Linked DNA regions of Mus musculus: all the other regions are linked to region 1. A link is a contact called in public HiChIP or PLAC-seq and promoter capture Hi-C data. All regions are on one chromosome and are shown on one strand. Each heading gives the region's core, a stretch centred on a gene start, on an enhancer-like site or on the middle of the called end of the contact. The rest is flanking DNA. Distances are from core to core; before and after follow the strand shown. Region 1 holds the start of Napa (N-ethylmaleimide sensitive fusion protein attachment protein alpha). Region 2 holds the start of Hif3a (hypoxia inducible factor 3, alpha subunit). Region 3 holds the start of Ppp5c (protein phosphatase 5, catalytic subunit). Region 4 holds the start of Pnmal2 (PNMA-like 2). Region 5 holds the start of Arhgap35 (Rho GTPase activating protein 35).

Evidence for each region. Promoter capture Hi-C pulls out the DNA fragments that hold promoters and counts their contacts. HiChIP or PLAC-seq counts read pairs in DNA pulled down with a chosen protein or histone mark.
Region 2: a promoter capture Hi-C map of liver shows a contact between it and region 1, with 4 times the contacts expected there. The contact joins the promoter of Hif3a here to the promoter of Napa in region 1. A contact is called at or near these places in 2 of 39 promoter capture datasets (cranial neural crest and liver).
Region 3: a promoter capture Hi-C map of erythroid cells shows a contact between it and region 1, with 3 times the contacts expected there. The contact joins the promoter of Ppp5c here to the promoter of Napa in region 1. A contact is called at or near these places in 3 of 39 promoter capture datasets (cranial neural crest, erythroid cells and maxillary cranial neural crest).
Region 4: an H3K4me3 HiChIP or PLAC-seq map of bone marrow-derived macrophages shows a contact between it and region 1, with 4 times the contacts expected there. The contact joins the promoter of Pnmal2 here to the promoter of Napa in region 1. A contact is called at or near these places in 5 of 39 promoter capture datasets (cranial neural crest, hippocampal neurons, maxillary cranial neural crest and 2 more) and 1 of 115 datasets of contacts at active chromatin or transcription factors (bone marrow-derived macrophages).
Region 5: a promoter capture Hi-C map of neural stem cells shows a contact between it and region 1. The contact joins the promoter of Arhgap35 here to the promoter of Napa in region 1. A contact is called at or near these places in 1 of 39 promoter capture datasets (neural stem cells), 3 of 484 Hi-C or Micro-C datasets (Sertoli cells, muscle stem cells and rod photoreceptor) and 1 of 9 other capture datasets (liver).

What each region holds. Positions count from the first base shown.
Region 1 is chr7:16,097,208-16,099,903 of GRCm38.p6, reverse strand. It overlaps Napa (N-ethylmaleimide sensitive fusion protein attachment protein alpha), which reads right to left and starts at 1,324. Exons shown (of 11, transcript NM_025898.4): 1 at 1,130-1,324. The coding sequence starts at 1,227.
Region 2 is chr7:17,061,053-17,063,748 of GRCm38.p6, reverse strand. Hif3a (hypoxia inducible factor 3, alpha subunit) reads left to right here and starts at 1,322. Exons shown (of 15, transcript NM_001162950.1): 1 at 1,322-1,393. The coding sequence starts at 1,368.
Region 3 is chr7:17,026,548-17,029,243 of GRCm38.p6, reverse strand. Ppp5c (protein phosphatase 5, catalytic subunit) reads left to right here and starts at 1,330. Exons shown (of 13, transcript NM_011155.2): 1 at 1,330-1,551. The coding sequence starts at 1,431.
Region 4 is chr7:16,943,360-16,946,055 of GRCm38.p6, reverse strand. Pnmal2 (PNMA-like 2) reads right to left here and starts at 1,374. Exons shown (of 1, transcript NM_001099636.2): 1 at 1-1,374. The coding sequence starts at 963.
Region 5 is chr7:16,613,667-16,616,362 of GRCm38.p6, reverse strand. It overlaps Arhgap35 (Rho GTPase activating protein 35), which reads left to right and starts at 1,370. Exons shown (of 7, transcript NM_172739.4): 1 at 1,370-1,891. Gm29443 (predicted gene 29443) reads right to left here and starts at 2,539. Exons shown (of 3, transcript NR_136928.1): 1 at 2,411-2,539.

The sequences.
Region 1 (2,696 bases), core at 75-2,574:
GCAGCAGGTATAAACATTTTTCAAGTTCCTTTGCTAAACATTATCTGATGGCAAACAACAAGGGATGGCTTCATCCTCTCCCTCCCCTTCATGTCTTTCTGTCCTCACCCAGCTTATAACAGTCTCTCCCAGAGCTTTCCCCAACTTCCTGGTTGTCTTCTGTATCCTTCCATCCTTGCTTTGGAGGCTTCTGATTTTGTGTCCTACCCCTGCACAGCTCTTCCTCAACACCTGCCTGGACCTTTCCCCAGTGTTCCTCTCTGCCTGTTCCTTCAAGAGCTTTGCCTGCTGCCATGTAGTGTCGTCTCCCCCTACCCCCTCCTATATCCCAAGGCTCTGGCCCTCTCCCCAGACCCCTCAAGCACTCCAATTCCTACCATCTTGGTTTCCCCATCAGCATCTTACACTCTCTGAGTCTGCTTCTTCCTGCCTGATGAGCCTTTCAGAGGGCCAGACTCAATTCTGAGCACAGTACACATAGTTTATACTCATAACAAACTTCTGCAGTTAGTTTTTACCAACAAGCCCTTTCAGAGAGACCTACTCCCTTAAGATAAAGAAACCTCGGAATCGCATCCCAAGCATGGGTTCTGCTGCTCCTAAGTTAATATGGCTGAAGATGGCAAACTTGCATAAACTTTGTGTGAGGTATTTGCCACCTCCTGGGTGTGTTCAGACTCCAGACTTGAGGACCACCTAGTAGGCGGTGGTCCTACCACCCTAATGATTCTCTTGTGTGCCTCATCCTCCCATCACCATTGTCTTGGCTAAAACCAGTGTCACTGTCCATTCATGCTTGTTCCCCAAGCACAAGTCTCCACCTCTCAGTCCAGGCCTCGCCATCAGTCACTCTTAGCAGGGCCCCACTCACCCTCACACCTCGTACTCCGGCTCATCATGCCCAAGGACGCCCCAGCCCGGGTCCCCTCGGTCTGGTGTCCTCACCCCGGCAGCCTGGGCCGCACAGATCCACGGGCACCGGCCTGGGAAAGGCGCGGCCACCAGTCAGCGGGTGTCGTCAGCCATAGGGCCACGGCCAGGGCCTGCAAGGCCGCTGAGGGGCTCCCAAAGTGCAGAGCAGAAGAGCCCGCTCTTCCCCGCCTTGGGCCCAGCCTCGCCCATTGCTCACCCAAAGAGGCCGGAGAAGAAGGACTGCGAGTTCTTCACCTTGCGCTCCGCTTCAGCCAGCAGCGCCATAGCCTCAGCCTGCTTCCCGGAGTTGTCCATGACGTCGCGCAGCTGCTCGGCTCAGGCCCGACACAGCCTGGCGACGACTCACAGGCCCCGGACACCGCGCACTCAGCGGAGCTCCGCCCGCTGCGTTGACGTCACCCAGGCCTGCCACCCCACGTGAACCCTGCGAACCAACCAGTGGGCTCAAGCTGCGAGGCACTCTCCTCCCGGCACGCCCCCTCCGGCTACCGCACTCAGCACCTTGACCCCCCCCCCCCCAACACGTGAGCACACGCCGCTAGCCTCCTGGAACCCCCACAAGCGCATTGCCACGTGACACCAAATAAGCCAATCATAAGCCCGAACCGCCAAGAGCCCACCGCCCCCAAAGCGCGACCTTTGACTCCCTCCAACCAATCAGCAGGCTCTATAGACTTGTTCTGCCACGCCTCGGCGGAACTGGGTCACACTAATCACCTGACCAGTGTCGCGGCGCTCATGTGACGCCTCTAGGTTCATGCTCCAGGTTTGACTGACCCAGCAGTTTAGCTCCGCCTCCTGTTTCGCTTTACGTCATAGTCACTTGGGAAAAAACTGTGCAGTGAAAACGAACCTTCTTACTCCCTCTGGCGATCGTCTCTAGAATTGGCTTGGGGAATCCAGAAGGTCTCCATTTCTAGCTGGATGGCTCAGCTGCTAAAGGCATTTGCTACCAAGTTTAACAACCATATTCCTATTCCTGGGACCCACATAGTAGAAGGTGAGAACTAGCTCCTCCAAATTGTTCTCTAACCTACACACACAATGCCTTTAGGGAGTATCTTGCAGTGCCACACACAGAATGTCACTAGATACTCAGTCCCATGTAAAAAGCTGGGTGTGTCAGCGGGCACCTGTAACAGGAATGGGTGGGTGGGAGACAGGCATATGCCTGGAGCTTGCTGGCCAGCCAGTCTGGCAGAATCAATGAGTTCCAGGGCCAGAGAGAGACCTGGTTTCGAAAACTAAGGTGCAGAACAACTGAAGAAGACTCCTGACATCAACCTCTGGCCTACACACACACACACACACACACACACACACACACACACAGTTAAAAATTAGTGGAAAAGTCTAAATAAAGCATGGACAGTCAGTTATTGACAGTGGTTCAGTATCTGTACTAAATACACTATGCTATAGTAAGAGCAACATCTTACTATAGGACAGAAACTGCTATGTGGGAACTAGCATAGGCTAGTTTTCTGTAAATCTACAGTTATTCTAAAGGTCAGTCCCCAGGGCCCTGCCCACAGTGATTCCAATCCCTATAGTGTGCTGTGGTGCAGGAATCTGTATCTCTTCTTTACTGAACTTCGCTGATTAGCAGGGAACATTTGAGGAAAGTGTTATGTGAGTTGGGTGTTGGGGACAGGAAAAGGCAAAAGACATCTTCCTCTGACCCTTTCCCATTGAACACTTCCCCAAATGTACCTGTGCTCATCATGACTGTACACTGACCTCAGAGCTGGTGAGTCTGGATG
Region 2 (2,696 bases), core at 73-2,572, 960 kb before region 1:
AGGATAGAAGTTCAAGGCCAGCTCTTGCTGGCCAGTCTTGACGGGGTTACATGAGACCCCATCTGAAAATAAAATGGAGAAGAGGAGGAAGAAAGAGGAAGGAGAAAGAAGAGGAGAAGGAAGATGGAGAAGAGAAGGCAATGGGAGGAGACAGCTTACTATTTTCCTGAGTTGAGGTGGGGAGCCATGTGGATTTTTAGAGGAGAATTTTTTTAAGTTTTTTATTACATTTTACGTGTGGTGTGTGTATGTGTGTGTGTGTGTGTGTGTGTGTGTGTGTGTGCGCGCGTGCGCGCAGATAAATCAAAGACCTTGCCTTCCACGATGTGGGGGGAGGGGGGAGGGCCTGGGGATTGAACACTGGTCTTCAGGGTTGGCAGCAAGGGCCTTAAACCTGGAGCCAACCGTCTAGCCGAGAAGAGCACTCTAAAGAGAGTGCGCAGTTATGTGTGAAAGTCCTAAGATGGAGCTTGCCCAATAACTCAAAAACAATAAATCCATTTCTGCCGCAGTGTAGAGTGTACCCAAACCTGCATACGGAAGGAACACTGCTCCTTCACCCCTGTCCTTAGTGTCCACGCCCTCTCCAGCCTACACAGGAACTTCCTTCCTCTTCCTTACCCAGCTGTACCGTCTTCCACCTGTCCATGTCACTGCGCACGTATCTCTCATCGGTTCTCTGTTCCCTTTACAAGTGGGTGTGATGAAGCTAAAGCATATTTACTTGACAGAAGCTTAATTATTCATCCGCAGGAACCTGCACAGGGAGTTAAGAGAGGCCACGGGTCAGGATGGGGTGGAGACGGGTGGACAAGGAAGATTCTGGGAGGCGGGGTCCACAGTGGGGCCACACAGTGGAGGGACATGGGGTATGGCAAAGAAAGGGGTTATGAAATACAGGTGAAGTAGAGTTCGGGGTGGAGAGAAGTGGGGACTTGGTACGTCAAGAAAAGGACAGAGCGGGAGAAAGGAGAGGGGGTTGGGAAAGGTGGGAGTGAAGGCAGAGACTGCGACAGGAACTGGGACACAGAGAACAGTGAATCAGATGGTTCAGAAGTGTACATATGGAAGTTCAGAGACTGGAGGGAAATCACGCCCGGCGGGCTCCGGACTGCCAAGGAAGTCTGGGGCAGGGGCGTGGCTGGGGGTGTGCATTACATCGGATTCCCCAACCCCTTGAAGTTCCAAGTCTTCTCCTTTAGTCCCTCCTCCTTCTCGGGAGCAACAAGCCCACCTTCCAATCAGAGCCGCGGGCTGGGCAAAGACCAGCCAATGGAGTGGCAGAGGTGGAGCTGGGGAGGGGGCTCACACAGGCAGGGGAGGGGGACGCTGGGCATCGAGGGCTCTGGAACCGCGAAGGGCGAGCCATGGCGTTGGGGCTGCAGCGCGTGAGGTACAGGGCTTCGGGGATAGGATGGTGGGGTCTGGGGGCTCTCTTTGACGGAGCTTTAAGGGAACCCCTCATCTCTGGGGTGTGGCTCAAGTTGAGGACACTGTGAGGCGCCCGATTGGGGACACATCCCGATGCACCCTCCACCTTAGAGGTTTTCAGGGTATCAGGGATTTACCCCCAGAGCTCCAGCTGTCCCGCCCCCCTCCCCTGGAACTGCTTTGGGGTTATGAGCTGCAATTTCCAGATACATCGGGTTCAATCCTCCATCTGGCTGGGGGTGAAACTCCAAGTTCCTTATGGATTGGAGGTGGTCGCGTTTGAGCAAGGAAGACTTCTTCCAAAAAAGTCTTTTCCTCCAAATCCCTGAAAGGAGTCTTCCTTGGCAGTCTAGCTCTTGTGGTGTTAATAAGGGATCCCCAAACTGGAGTTTCTAGGGAGTCCCTGAAAGACACTATTTCTGAATTCCAGGAGAGAGGTTAATTTTACCATGCCCTTTCTAACAGTCTCCCAAGCTTCAAAATGCTCTAAAATGACATGGGGATAGGGAGGTCCTCATTAGAGGCTGTGTGGGACCTAACCAAGGTCTTTTTGCCTTTCAAAGAGTGGAATGATAGCTGGGGAAGGAGATTCATGCCTGTAAACCCAGCACTTGGAAAGCTATAGGAGATTGATGCTTTCAAAGCCAGCCTGGCCTACATGGCAAGTTCCAGACCAGCTTTGGTCTACATTTTCTTGTCTCAAAAAACAGCATTAAATAAGTAGGGTCGCTCCTTTTCAGTACCAACAGAACAAATCTGAGCCACTTCCTGCGATCTGGTTCTGTGTCAATTTCATCTGCCTGGACCCAGTCTGTAATTGAGGGAGGAGGGCCCCACCCAAACCCTATTTGAGAGACATCCTTCCGAAAGATGCCCTGGCTAATCAAGGGAAGGCAGCGCCCTCCTGTGGCTGGACACAGCTGGGGTTATCCTAGGAAGAAGCGGGTTCTGTGTTCACCTTGCAACAGGTGCAGAGGCTTTGGGACCATAGCCAGTGGAGCCCATTTCGCCAGGTTGCCACGGGAGACCCCAGAAAAATTTCCTAGACTCTTGGTATTCCCTGTCTAAATTGGGGCATCCCTCAAGCCTCACCCCTGTCCCTCCTCCCTGGCTTCCGAGATCTGATTGGTTTTTCTCTACACCCAGTTTTTACCCCCTACCTCAACCCACCCAGGCTCGCCCTTTTTCTGGCCCTGTCTGGCCCATCTATTCCAACTTCTGGCCCTGAGCCCACCCGGGAACTCAGTCCCCACCCCTTCTAGGCC
Region 3 (2,696 bases), core at 81-2,580, 930 kb before region 1:
CTACCCGTGGCTTCTCAGAAAGAGTTTGGGTTGTCTCACGAGGGAGCTGGGGAGCCATGGAAGGCTGCGGCGGGTGCCAGTTTTACAGTATTCCAGCAAGATGCCTCTGACTGCCATATGGAAGGTAAACTGGAGGAGGGAGGATGAACGCAAGCATCAGAGGAGGCTGAAGCTCTGATCCAGGCACAGGAAATGCAAGCAGCAACAGTGTCATTTAAAAGATCCCTTTGGGGCTGGGGTGTTGTGGCACACGCCTTTAATCCCAGCACTTGGGAGGCAGAGTTAGGCGAATTTCTGAGTTCAAGGCCAGCCTGGTCTACAGAGTGAGTTCCAGGACAGCCAGGGCTACACAGAGAAACCCTGTCTCGGAAGAAAAAAAAAAATCCCTTTGGTGTGGTTGTTTGTATTCGGAACAGCGTCTCAGGTATCCCAGGCTGGCCTTGAACCTGAAATTCTGATACTGTTGCCTCCACCTATCAAGCCTTCAAATTACTGAGGTGCACCTTTCAGCCTGATTTATATAGTGCTGGAATTGGAACTCAAGCCTGGAGCACTCTAGACAAGTACTCTACCAACTGAGCTACATCCATGACCCTTTAAAAGGTTTTTTCTAGGACTTGACATGATGATGCAAAGCTTTAATCCCAACACTTGGGAGGTACAGGCAGCTGGGTCTTTGAATTCAAGGCCAGCCTGGTTTATATAGCAAGTTCCAGGCTAGCCAGGGTTGCATAATTAAATCCTATCTCAAAATAAAAAAATAAAATAAATTAATAAGGATGCTGTTGGGCTCGGAACAAACATGGTACAATTGAGACTTGTCAAGACTTGAAGATCGGGATGCCTTGTTAATAATTCAAAAAGAGCCTTGATTTGCAACGTTCAAGTTTTATTTTGTTTGCTTGAGAAACTACCCATTTTCCAAAAGGGTTACTGAGGAGACAAGAGATAAACTTGTTCAAGGTCACACGAGTAATTGGCAGCACCCAGCTCCAGAGCAAACTCCGGGTTGGGCAGGGTGCTGGTTTGAAAGCAGCCCCACCCGCCGGAGGCAACGCAACCCAATCACCAACCCTAAAGGAAGCCGGGATCTCCAAGAAACTTTTGCAGCCTCGCAACTTTGGGAGTAGGCGCCCTCCCGGCCTGCCCCCATCCACAAGGCCCCTTCTCTCCTTTCTGATTGGCTACTTCTACAAGTACAAGTACGGTCTGGATACCCTCTGGTCACCTTGTCCTCCCGGCGCTCTGGGGGCGGGGGCGGGGGGGGGGGGAAGTTGGGGGGGACGCCGCGCAGGCGCGTCAGGAGTGCCTTTGGGGCCCGCGCTTTACGACACTTGTGCGGCAGCGGCGGCGGTCACTCGGCACTCCTTCGCGACGGTTCGGCCTGGTGCCGCGAGCGGCCGTTGCCAGGGTGGGGGTCGCTTTGCGGCATGGCGATGGCGGAGGGCGAGCGGACTGAGTGTGCTGAGACCCCCCGGGACGAACCCCCGGCCGATGGCACTCTGAAGCGGGCAGAGGAGCTCAAGACACAGGCCAACGACTACTTCAAAGGTGCGCCCGGCCCGGACGGGGTGAGGGAGGGTGGACAGCGGCCCAGGCTGTGGGGGTGCCAGGCCCGGCGGGGAACCATGGCAACGCGGAGCGGCAGCCTGGGCGCCGGGCAAGCACTACAGAGTAGCCAGGCGCGAGGAGGAGGCTCAGGCTGGACGACAGACTGGGGAGAGCTGCTGAGAAGTGGATACCAAGCAGAAGCCACTCACTGGGGAGACTGAGGCAGGCGCTGCTACACGATAGGGGAAAAGCAGGGGGCCGACATGTGAGTGCTACCAAATGTGAGACCTGGACAGAGGTGCTAAATGGTGGTCAGACCTGAAGAGGGCGCTACCAAATAGTGACATGTGTTTAGGGCAGTGATGGCGCTGCCGAGTGGGGAGGCCTGAGATGAGTATGACCGAGAAGAGAAGGCCCAATAGAGAAGGGAATTATGGGGATGGAGGTAGATAATTATATTGGAAGGCGATTTGGGGTGATCCAAGGAAACGAGTAGGGTGGAGAGGTGGAGCAGGAACGAATAGGGTGATCTTGGGCTAAGAGTGCCATGTGGGAGGACATGTCTCCGTTCATTCATTCTTTCAGTACACTTGTATTAAATAAGTGTCATGTGCTACACGGCCTGTGCTTGGCTCTGAGGCTGCAGCGATGAATGCAACACATGACTCGGATTTAAGCAGAACCAATCATTGCAAACTTGTGATGATCACTTTGGGTCAAGGTGACAACACAGGAAATACAGCTTAGAGTCTGCTTTCGATGGTGAGGTCGGGAGTGCCTGGAGAAAGAGGCTTTTTGAGGCGAATTGACAAGGAGTTTTACACGTGGGTCCTGACCACTGAGTTTGTGTGAAGACCCTGGGGTGGAGAGTGATTGAAAACAGACTGGCTTGGCTGGAGTTTGAGGAAACTGGGGGTACGAGGGGAAGACTGATACAAGAGAAGATTAAGATAAGGGGACAGAGCATGCAAAATCTGAATTCGTCACAAAGATGAGTTTTGGGTTTCCTTCGCTGTCCGAAAAGGGACATTGAGTGGGTAGATGGGACCAGTCTGGACTGGAGAAAATTTTGAGTGTAACCAGCCTATGGTTGGAGGTGCCCTGGGAATGGATGAAGTCACCAGAGAGTGGGATCTAGAGAGAAC
Region 4 (2,696 bases), core at 125-2,624, 850 kb before region 1:
GTCATCATCTTCATCATCTTCATCTTCGTCATCTTCATCATCATCATCCACCTCTGTCTCTACCTCCACTGCGGGGGTATCTCTCACAGCCAGTAGCGCGACTAAATCAGGAACCCCGCTCTTTTCGTCTTTGATGTTTAAGCAGATAGACTCTGTCCCAGGAAGGTCTTTCTCTATCTCTTCCTTCTTAGCTTTGTCGGTGACAGTGACAAGTGCCAAGAATTCTCGGGGGCCATCTCCTTCTTCCTGGTCACCCCGAAAGGCCCACTTCTTGGTGAGCTCTTTGGCAGCTGCTTGGAGCGTGGCATACAGGGCCCTCTGGTCTTCATCTACGCTCAGGTCCTCTGCGTAGATCTCCTCTATGACGATACCCAGGCTGTCATCAGAAGAGTCTTCCGACTCACTCCTGGCTCGCCGCCCTCCCCGGCTCCTCTTCTGGCCCTTCTGAGCCGTCAACTTGTGGCTTCTGGATCGGCGCTTGCCTCCCCGACGGCCCCGACGGCCGCTCCTAGCTGCCCCTTCAGAGGAGCCAGCCTTCTTGGCCTCCTTCCCTAATCCCTTGGCCTGGGCTTGGGCCTCCAATACCAGAGGGATGGCTATTTCTCTGAAGTCATCCATGGGCCTTTCATCCAGCAACAGGCGCCTCATCTGCCTAAGGACCCGCGCATCTTGCCCGCGGTCCTTACTCAGGATTTTCCAAATCCCATTCTCTCCCCTAATGTGGATAGGTATGGCAGAGTGATCGAAGTCTGCCCCAAATTCTACAAGGGCTGCCTGAGACTTCTCTTTGGTTACAGCTCTCACAGTCCGAAGCCTGTAGTTGCCCAGGGGCTGCAAGTTCGGACTCAGGGTAGCTTCGATGTCCGCCTGCTGCAGGCGCTCAGGGATGCCCGTGATCAGGAGGGCCCTGTGCACCTCCACTTCCAGCTCCTTACACCAATCTTGCAGAAGGTTCATCGTCATGGCGCTGCCCGGCGGAGGCTAATCTTAGGCGGGAGGGAGCCCGAGAAAGGGGTGGGCTACTGAACACAGGCTAGGTCAATCCCACTCTGGAAAGGCCACCAGCAGGGTGAGAGTCCAGACTCCGGGTTTGGGGCTGTAGGCTATAGCTACCTGCTAGCTTGCCGGACTCAACGGTCTTCCCCCGGGGCAATCCGAGGGTCCGCAGGGGGCTTACGTGTACTTTCTCCGGGCTGTCCCGGGTTGCTCCTCCCTTCCCTTTGTCCCTGACAACCTAGGTGACTGGACACCGCTGGTGGAGTACAGGAGGGCGACGATCAACGCACCTGGTGGGCGTGGGGGTGAGTGAGAGCAGCGGCTCGCCTGTGCTCCCGCGGAGTCTGGAGTGAAGCGCGTACCCGGGTCTAGACGCTCAGCGGGGCCGCTGCGGAACGGCAGCCTCGGTCTGCGCCTGCGCGGACCCAATCACCTCTCCGCCCCCTCCTGCTAGTCCCCGTCTCCATAGTAACACTGCAGGCTGCAGCTGGGGTCTGCCCGGGTACGGTCGCAGCAGCTGCTCTTAAAGGGCCAGGTGGGAAGGAGGGTTTAGGGACTAGTGAGCCAAGAAGGAAGACAAAGTCACTGTGAAAACCACTGAAGGTGATCAGTCTCACTTCAAGGGATAGACAGACACCTCCTTGGAAAGAATAGAGGCTTCCACCAGGGTCATTTATTCTGGCTTTGTTTTTTGAAGCAAGGCCAGGCTAGCCTTGAACTTGCCATGTAGCCAAGGATGACCTTGAACTTCTGATTCTCCTGCTTCCGCCCTCCTGCGATTACAGGCCTCAGTGGTGTCTAGCCTGCGCTGTTTTATTAATACGTCTCTGGGGCTCGGGGCCAGGGTTTTCTGCATGCTGCGTAAGCACTCTACCAACCGAACTACATCCTCATTCCTGCGGGACAGATAGACCTCTGATTAATAAAGCCCCAAATCAAACTGTCCTTTGGAGGTGTAACCTCACACGGGCTCTATGTTTTACCGTATCCTCAATAGCAAGCAGAAACGCCCCGGTCAGCTGTCCTTTATGAGCCAAGGGGTATCATTTCGGGTGTGTGGTACTCAGTATGTGGGTACCAGACTCATGGAGACCAGCTTCACTCATGGATGTCCCTATATTCTGCTTCTGAAACGGGATCTCACTTTGTAGGCCAGTTTAGCCTAGAACTGTGTAGCTCAGGTTAGCCACAAACTCATAGAGATCTGTCAGCCTCTGCCTCTGCCCTCTGCCCTCTGCCTTCTGCCTTTGCTTGCTGAATGCTGGATTGACGTTGTATGCTAGCACACCTGGATCCTTTTGGGGTTTGGTTTTTGAAACAGGATATCACTATGTAGCCCAGGCTAGCCTCAAAGTCCTGGTAATCCTCCTGCCTCAGAATGCTGGGATCATAGGTGTGAGCCACTGTACCCAGATATTCCAAATTTTTTATTTTGAAATTTTTGTTTTATTTATGATTTGTGTGTGTGTGTGTGTGTGCATATGTACGATGCATGTGCGGTGGGGCATGCCTGTGCACAGCATATGTATGGAGGTCAGAGGACAACTTTTAGGTCAGCTCTCACCTACCACCATACCCATGGTCCATTGCTTTAAAGGCCCTTGAGCTGCCTGTCCCTCCCTCTATGAGTTGAATAGACTATCTGTTGGATTTATATTCTATCCTTATTGCTTTCTCAGCAGCAACTTCGAGAATCTTCT
Region 5 (2,696 bases), core at 121-2,620, 520 kb before region 1:
AGCATGACCTTTTTGACTTCATGAAGTTCTGGCTGCTGGATTTGGTCGAGCCCATGTAATTTTATTTAGCAATGCTTACTGCGTACTCAATACGTGTAGGTCACTCCTTTACACCCCACCCTCATTTAGAGACACAGTAGTTCCCTCTTAACTCCCCTGTTGCTTTCTGATGTTTCAGTTACCGGTGGCTAGGAGGGTCACATCCACATTTCTCTTATTACAGCGTAATATATATTCATCGTTTTTCTATTGTTGTGGGTAATCCTCTGCTAAGAGTAATCCATCAGCTATTATAGATATTAATGTATAAGGGAGATCGCCCATATTTTACTGGGTTCTAGTAGTTCGAGGATTCCCACCATGAATCGTGGCCATAGGGCCTATTATACCTCATTCGATTCTCCAAGCGACCCTTTGGAGTTCAGTATTGTTATCCCACTTTACAGATGAAAAGCCTGGAAAGAAGTGCAAGGCTGGATCGGAAACACGTGCTTCCTTCAGGCATTCCACACTCTGTGAGGCGCCGGGAAAGCCTGTCTTTCACAATCCATCCTTCCGGAGGGCTCCCAGAGGAATACAGAGTTAGAGGGGAGCCCTCTTACATCACCATTCCCCCTGCAAGCACCCAAAGTGACATGTGGTTTGCTGTCATTTGCCCGATGCTGACTTGGGAGACTAGGGCTGCAATGCAGGGCCTGTCCTTCCTCTGCCCGAGACCAAGCACTGGGAGAAATCACCAGTAACTTGTATCAACGCGCCTGGCCCACAGGTTTTTCTTCAGCGCCCGGGAAAGAGCACGTGCCCCCTGTCCCCGCCCACTCTTTTGGGCTGGCCAACGGCGAGCCTGGGTTGGGCTGTGAAGGACCACGCCCCCTTCCCTCGCCCAATTGGTTCACTCGCTGGGTACGCTCCCTCCTTCACAGCCCCGCCTCGCCACCCCACGTTACGTCTGTCCCCCCAACCCCCTCCGTTATCCCGAAGCTGCGGCTCCAGGAGGCGAACCCACCTCCCTCTGCCTTCCATTGGTTAGTGAGGTCCCGCGCGAGCGGGATGGAGCCCTAAGTCCCCGCCCTCACGAGCCGGGCCAAGCCTCTCAGAGATGGCTTTCTCTTGGAGCCGGCGCGGTGTGGGGAGGGGCGGCGGGTACTGCAGCCTGGAACGCGCGACGCCGTGCGCGCCCCCCTTGCGGGCTCCTCCCTCCCTTCGGTGGCTTCGCAGGCTGCAGCCGTCTCTGCGCACGCGCACTCAGCCCACCCCGCGCCCTCCTGTGCCAGTTCGCGGGTGTCCGTCCTCGCGCTGTGTAAATCTGGCGCCGCAGCCGCTGAGGTAGCGGCGTTTTCCTCAGGCGCGCACGCGCACTCGCGCCCTCGGTGTCCGCGCGTGCCTGTCCTCCCGGCCTACGGTCCTCGCGGTGCGCTCGGCCCACAGGGCCGTTATCCACTTCCCAACCCCAGCCCCAGCATCTCTCGCCCCTCAGAAACGCACGCGCACTTGCGAGAGGGTCTCCAGTACGCGCACGGCCGCGGCGGCCGCAGGAAGGAGGCGACAACGCCGCTGCCGCCGCCGCCGCCGCCGCCGCCATTGCGCGGGAGGGAGGGAACGAGCGAGCGAGCGAGGCTGGTCCGCCCTCCCCCTGGTTCCCGCCCCTCCCCCCTTCCCCTCCCCGCCCCCCGCCCCGAGGGAGAGCCGCGGCGCGGCGGGAGGAGGAGGTGGAGGAGGCGGAGGAGGGAGCCCGCGAGGGAGGGTCCGCCCGGCCCCCCGCCGCCGGAGCCGCCACCGCCGCCTCAGCCGCCTCAGGAACGAGTCGCTAGGGGAACATGGCGCCGGGCCCGCCGTCGCTGCGGCTGGGATCGCGGAGGCCGGGGCCGCGCTGAGTGCGCCCCCGAGACTGGTAAGTGTCTCGTAGCTGGCGGAGGGGAATGTGGGGACGGGCGAGGCGCCGGGCGCCGCCCCGCTGCGGGATCCAAGGGTGGGGGGAAAGGCGGGGACCGCGGGGCCCGGAGCCCGCGAACAATGGAGGAGCCGGAGGGGGAGGGGTGGGAGCGCCCCCCCCAGCGCCCCGCGGTCCCCGCGTCCCGGCCGCTGCATGCCCGGGCCCGGCCCGCGCGGCCCGCCTTGCCCTTCCTATTCGCTAGTGTCCCCGCAGCCCTGCAATCCCGGCGTCTGCCTCCACACACGCCCCACCAAACCCGGTGAAGGATCTCGGTGTCTCTCAGCCTCCACTCGAGATACCCGACTCCCAATTCTGAGCCGTCTTCTTTCCCACTTCCTCCCCCACCCCGACCCCCAGTCATACCTACTTCGCCACCTCCTGGAGTCGGCTGTGCTCCTGGGACAGTCTACCTCCTCATTGACCCCTCAGTATCCCCTCTGACGCTCACTTTGAATATCCGTGGCCCTTCTACCTTACCTGTTTTCTGCTAGCATCACTTTTGGGAGGAAATCCCCATTCTCCTTCTTTGGCCTATTTACTGTTATTATCCCTGCGGTAGAACATCTTGCATCCCCAGGAGCTGTCCCTTTAGGACCTGCGGTTCCACCTCCGTGGAGATCCGTATTGGTCTGTTGATACAGGCACTGCTCTACTGCCCTCCCGGTCTTGGCTTTGGACATAATTCCTCCTTGTATTTGGGCCCAACTGCCCCATATTTTGCCGGGTCGCAACACTGAACCTTCTGCACCTCCTAGGATGTCCC